Linked DNA regions of Mus musculus: region 2 is linked to region 1. The links are chromatin contacts, called in public HiChIP or PLAC-seq maps. All regions are on one chromosome and are shown on one strand. Each heading gives the region's core, a stretch centred on a gene start, on an enhancer-like site or on the middle of the called end of the contact. The rest is flanking DNA. Distances are from core to core; before and after follow the strand shown.

Region 1 (2,576 bases), core at 25-2,524:
GGTGGGTGGGAGCCAGGAACTACGACAGCTGGCAGCTGGGCTTGTGGGTGAGTGAGCAGTGGCTGCTGTGGTGAGGAGGGAAGAATTTGTGGGAAACATGGCTGGCAGAAATAGCTGCAGGTGTGCGCACCCGCACGCAGCCTCAGAGAGGGGCTTCCTGCCCTCATCTGGCTTGCCCAGGGTCTGTCCCGCAGACTGCTGGTCACCTGTCTCCTCTGCAGGCTTTGAGTCACTTCCTGTGTTTTTCTTTCCCCCAGGTATGCTCCTGACTCACAACTCTCTTTCCTGTCCCTCCCTGTCTCGGGGGCAATGACAAGGCCCACCTATGGGTCAAGAGAAATGTCAGATTACCTTGTCCCTCCTGTCCCTGAATCTGTAACCACGGTTGTAAGGAATGTCACTTCAAGGGTTATTTCAGCCGGTTCTGCACCCTAGAACCTCAGTGACTGTGACCCTGACCCTTTCCTCCAGGGACGAGGACTGTAGGGCAGCTGGATCCAGCGCCAACTCCAGGTCCTTCCCTGCACTCTAGTCCTGTATCCCAGGATGCTCAGAAGGGTTTTATGGGGGAGGTGGGGGGAGGAAGGCAATGAATCCAGGTAACGAACCTAGTGAGCTGTACTCTCAGCCCCTTTTGTATCCTCAAGGTAAAATTTTACCGTTGATCAAGAAGGCAAGCTCAGAAGCGGGGGAGCACACTCTCGGCTTTTTATTCTAGACTGTGTCCTTTTCCCATTGGCCGGGGTCTTACCTCACATCTTTCCTGATAGGCTTGAAAGGATAAGAGCTAAGGGAAAAGGGGTTTCAACTTTAGGCCAAAAATGCAGGGAGCCTTTGTGTAAACAAATAGTTTACGTAGCGCGTGCGGAAAGGTTTTACAAGGTGAGGATGAGATGACAAGATTTAGTTCCTGTTCATAATCACAGACTTGGAATATGGGATAGAAAATGCTTAATACTCCTGGCCTTGAACTCACAGATATCCACCTGCCTCCGCCTCCCCCCCGCCCCCCAGGCTGGTCTACAGCACAAGTTAGGTGGCTAGGGCTACAGAGAGAAACCCTGTTTCCAAAACAAACAAACAAACGAGGAGGCGGAAAGGGAAGAAGGAGAGGAAGTGAAGGAAGAGGAGGAGGAAGAGGAGGAGGAGAACAGAAAAGAAAAATAAACACAACCAGGCATCTTCCCCTTTGGGGAGAGCTTTTGTCAGCCCCTTTGTCAGATCTTCAACCTCTCCCTCCAGCCCTTTCCTCCTCTAGAGTCCACATAACCCATGACTCACCTGCTAGGCAAAGAACCTACGTTACCCCGACTAGGAGTTACAGGAATGAGTGTGTGGCTGAACTTTGGCCGATGAGACCCAGAAGCAAGTTCTGGGAACACTTCTGGGGAAAGTTTCCTTAATCTTAAAGACGGACCTAGACAGACAGACGGGTTCTCTGCAGCCTCCGAGCACATCACCTCAGGACAAGATCTCTGGCGCTTGCATCAGCAGCTATCGGTCAACCTTTAGGGCAAGTGCATCCAAGGAGTGAAGCAGCGCCTTGAAGAGAAAGAGACAGGACTAAGTTCTAGAAAGTACGACTCATCAGAGCTTTCCTTTACGCTCTTGACTGTGGGTGCAACATGAGCAGATGCCTCGGGTCCCTGCTGTCATAACCTTCCTCCATAATGGACTGTATCCTCAGAATGCAAAGGCCAGAAAGACATTGTGCCTCGCCAGAGGACATCAGCTGACAGTCAATAGACAGCTAGGTTGGAAAGAAAACACCCCATTTCCCTAGCTATTTATATCTAGAAATTGATTCCATCAATGCTATAACCAGCACACGAAATTTGAAAGATGCTGATGCAGACTCTTGTTGCTGACCACATGGGGTTGTCTTTATATTCAAGACCAGATAAAATAAGACAGAGGATGGCATCTAGAAAGATGGCTCCGGCAGTCGAGAGGCCGTAGAGCTCTTGCAGAGGACCTGGTTCAGCTCCCACCACCGTGTGGCAGCGCAAAGTCATCTATGACTCCAGTTTAAGAGGGACCCGACGCCCTCTTCTGGCCTCCACGGGCACTGTGCACACAGCGTACACATATGCATGCAGATCCACAAACACTCATATGCATAAAATAAAAATAAATCTTGGAAAGAGAGAGAGAGATTTGAAGACATTGGAAAGCAATTAAAGCAATTAGTTCTCAAAGAGCCTCTACTAATGTTTCCCAAAGGGAAGTTGGTCAACTGTCGTCTACTCCATTATAAACACAAGTAGACTCGAAAACCAGCACAAAGCCCACCATACTCTGAGCATCACTACTCACTAAGACACACTGGGATAGTACTGTAACTTTTTATTTTTTAAGACCTTTTCTTCATTTGTGTGTGTGTGTGTGTGTGTGTGTGTGTGTGTGCATGTGTGAAGATATGTGTGTGTATGTATATATGTGTGGGAGTGCCTTCAGAGGTCAAAACAGGGTGTTGGATCCCCTAGAGCTGGAGTCAGAGATGGATGTGAGTTGCCTGATGTCGGTGATAAACTCTAGCCTGTGCTCCAGCCCTTGTGTAATTGAGGTGGTGGAGG
Region 2 (2,576 bases), core at 49-2,548, 180 kb before region 1:
TCATGTGAGCTGTAGACAGCTAGGCTCCCGCTCAGTGGGAGCTGGAGCAGAGGTGGGCCAGCAAGAGAGCTAAGGACAACTGTCTTGGCTGCCTCTCCGCAACCCTGGGTTCCTCACCAACAATACGAGAGTCAATGATACTTAGCTCAGGAAGGCGACTATGGACTCCAAAGGAATAAATACTTGCATATCAATTATCGTAACAGGTGTCAGGCAGCTAAGAGATGTTGGCTGAGTGTTGGGGGGCACGGGTAGAGAAAAGCTTCTTATATGAAATTATTGAAAATCTTTTAAATTAAATTAAATTTATTATATGTGTATTCATGTTTGGTCTGCATGTGTGTGGGTGTATCATATGCATGCCTGGAGGGAGAATCAGATCCCCAAGAGCTGGAGTCAGAGACAGGTGTAAGCTACCATGGGGGTGTTGGGAGTCGAACCTGGGTCCTTTGGAAGAGCATCAAATGTTCTTGACCACTGAGCCACCTAGGAGGATCGATACCGTGGCCCCCAGTGAACTGGAATCTGACTGGAATCTCTCAGCCCGAGGAGGAGGCTTGAGGCATGGCATCTGTTTCTTGTCATATGGTTACCCCCTTTTCTTTAATCACATGTTTGACCTTCTGTTTGAGAAGATGCCAGCCTCAGACTATCCATGAAGGTACTGGGGAACGAGAACTGGGGCTCCACCCTTCCTGTTCTCGGTGGGGCTGGGTGGGCTACTAAGGAACTCCCAGAGCCTTCAGCTCAAGCCTAGAGGTCTTTCCTTGCCAGCTGTCCAGTGTCCTGGTGCTCTGGGGATGGTGAAGTTTGCTTGTATGCCTTTAAGACTTGGAGGCTGGGGGACCTGACTGAAGAAAGCCAGTGGGTTCCTTTGAAATGGAAGTGACATCTAGTGGTCTATAAAAGAACTACTCAGCTGACCCCCAGCCTCAAGCTGGCCCCTGAGGTCCCCTTCTTGGTCCCTCTCCTCCTGGGCCACAACCCTACTTGAGGGATCTAAGCTCCAACTACAGGATCTTGATAGTAGGTGGGTGCCTTGGCCCAGCCCCAGCCTGGAACTCAGGCAGGGCACTTAGCCTAGCTCAGACACCCAGAAAGACCAGGTCTGGGCAGCTAAGAAAAAACAAATGCATACGTCTTTCTCTTGGAGTACAGTGCTGGGGTTAAGGTTCCTGGGTGAAGTAGAATCCTGCTGCTCATGCCCTTTGCTTCTGAGGTACCTGGCTGAGTCCAGGAGCACAGAGGTATAAATGCTGTGTAGGCCTCAGTGCTGAATCATCGGGAACTCGTGGCTGTGCTGTGGTTATGCAATGGCCTGGCCATGGGTCGTTGGTGTCAATACAGGCTTTCAGCCACTGCTTCAATAGGCAAAAGGCTTGAGGGAACACAAGTACCAGGTTGGGGTGTTGGAAAGGAGTCAGGGGGAGGCTAAGGGGGCACGAACCACTGCTCTATACAAGCCTGGTATGAGGAGGCCTGGATGAGGAGAACACAGCCTGCACTCAGGGAGCTTGTCTGAGGGAGACATTGTCCCATCCTTAAGGAACCCCAGTCTGATGGGGGGTGTAACCTGACCTCCAGAAGCCTCCAATATGAAGACGATGTGACCCATCTTCAGGGAGCCCCAATCAGAAAGATTGCAGTTGAGGGTGCGGACAAGAAGGAATGAGGCTCACCTAGACCTAAGGGCTCTTGCCATGAAAACCCAGGGCAGATGGCAGGATGACAGAGTCACAATAACTGAGGTCTGTAGGGGAAAGTGCCATAGGATGACATCCAAGGGATGGCAGGGAACTGGTCTTCCCGCCCTGTGTCTGGATTGTTCCCAGGACAAAGGCTCTGTGCCCACCTGGGGTCCCAAGTCCAACACATGGGGAAGAGGAGAGGACAGGGTAGTCTCCTGACTACCAGCATCCTCCACTCCTTCCCATCTTCTGGGTAGCAAGAGCCCTAACCCTCCCTTTCCCATCCCACTCCCCAGGTCTTATTTTTATAGCCTTTCTGTAAGTGTGAAATGACCTCAAGGCACAGCCAAAAGCTGGAAATAAATCTGAACAGAAATGTTAGTCTCTCTACCCTCTCATCCATCCATAACTCAGGTTCCCTTTGGAGGTCCCAGTTACTGATTTCCTGTATATTCTTCCAAAGATAGCCTAATATATATATATTTACAAACTTTTCTCCCACACAGACAGCCGAGTCTCCACGAGGCTCTGTGTCATTTTTCTCCTGCTTAACCCAGAGGCTCAGAATCGCCTCGTTCTGTTTCTCCACTCCGGTGCATTCCCTCTAACAGAGAGCTGAGCATTCACTCTTGGAGGGGATGTCTCGGGCAGAGCACAGACTTTGGAGGAGGGGGGCTTCTATAGTTTAGATCCCCACTCTGGTATGAGCCAGCTGGTTGACATTCAACCTGTTGCTTAATGTCTCGGTGACTCAGTTTCCTCCTTTATGGGCCTGACGGGAAAGCAAACATTGACCCCAAAGTGTTTTGTGAGGATCCCGTTAGATAACTGGTCCTGAAGGATGCTCTCACCAGGCAGCAGCATGAGTAGCAGGCACTCAATAAACTC

Evidence for each region. HiChIP or PLAC-seq counts read pairs in DNA pulled down with a chosen protein or histone mark.
Region 2: a contact with region 1 is called in a FOXA1 HiChIP or PLAC-seq map of pancreatic cancer cells. The contact joins two enhancer-like sites. A contact is called at or near these places in 1 of 15 datasets of contacts at CTCF or cohesin (the NIH/3T3 cell line), 1 of 484 Hi-C or Micro-C datasets (bone marrow-derived macrophages) and 3 of 115 datasets of contacts at active chromatin or transcription factors (cardiomyocytes, embryonic stem cells and pancreatic cancer cells).

What each region holds. Positions count from the first base shown.
Region 1 is chr17:45,775,124-45,777,699 of GRCm38.p6, reverse strand. F630040K05Rik (RIKEN cDNA F630040K05 gene) reads right to left here. Exons shown (of 5, transcript NR_152153.1): 3 at 1,282-1,542. Among named protein-coding and RNA genes, the nearest start is that of Gm46607, 12 kb to the left of the region's middle. Within about 2 kb of position 1,274, at least 22 of the 459 cell types and tissues checked have an H3K27ac peak or open chromatin away from gene starts, as enhancers often do. A contact at or near this core is called in pancreatic cancer cells, where this site is marked.
Region 2 is chr17:45,956,978-45,959,553 of GRCm38.p6, reverse strand. No RefSeq gene overlaps it. Among named protein-coding and RNA genes, the nearest start is that of Gm36122, 9.4 kb to the right of the region's middle. Within about 2 kb of position 1,298, at least 57 of the 459 cell types and tissues checked have an H3K27ac peak or open chromatin away from gene starts, as enhancers often do. A contact at or near this core is called in pancreatic cancer cells, where this site is marked.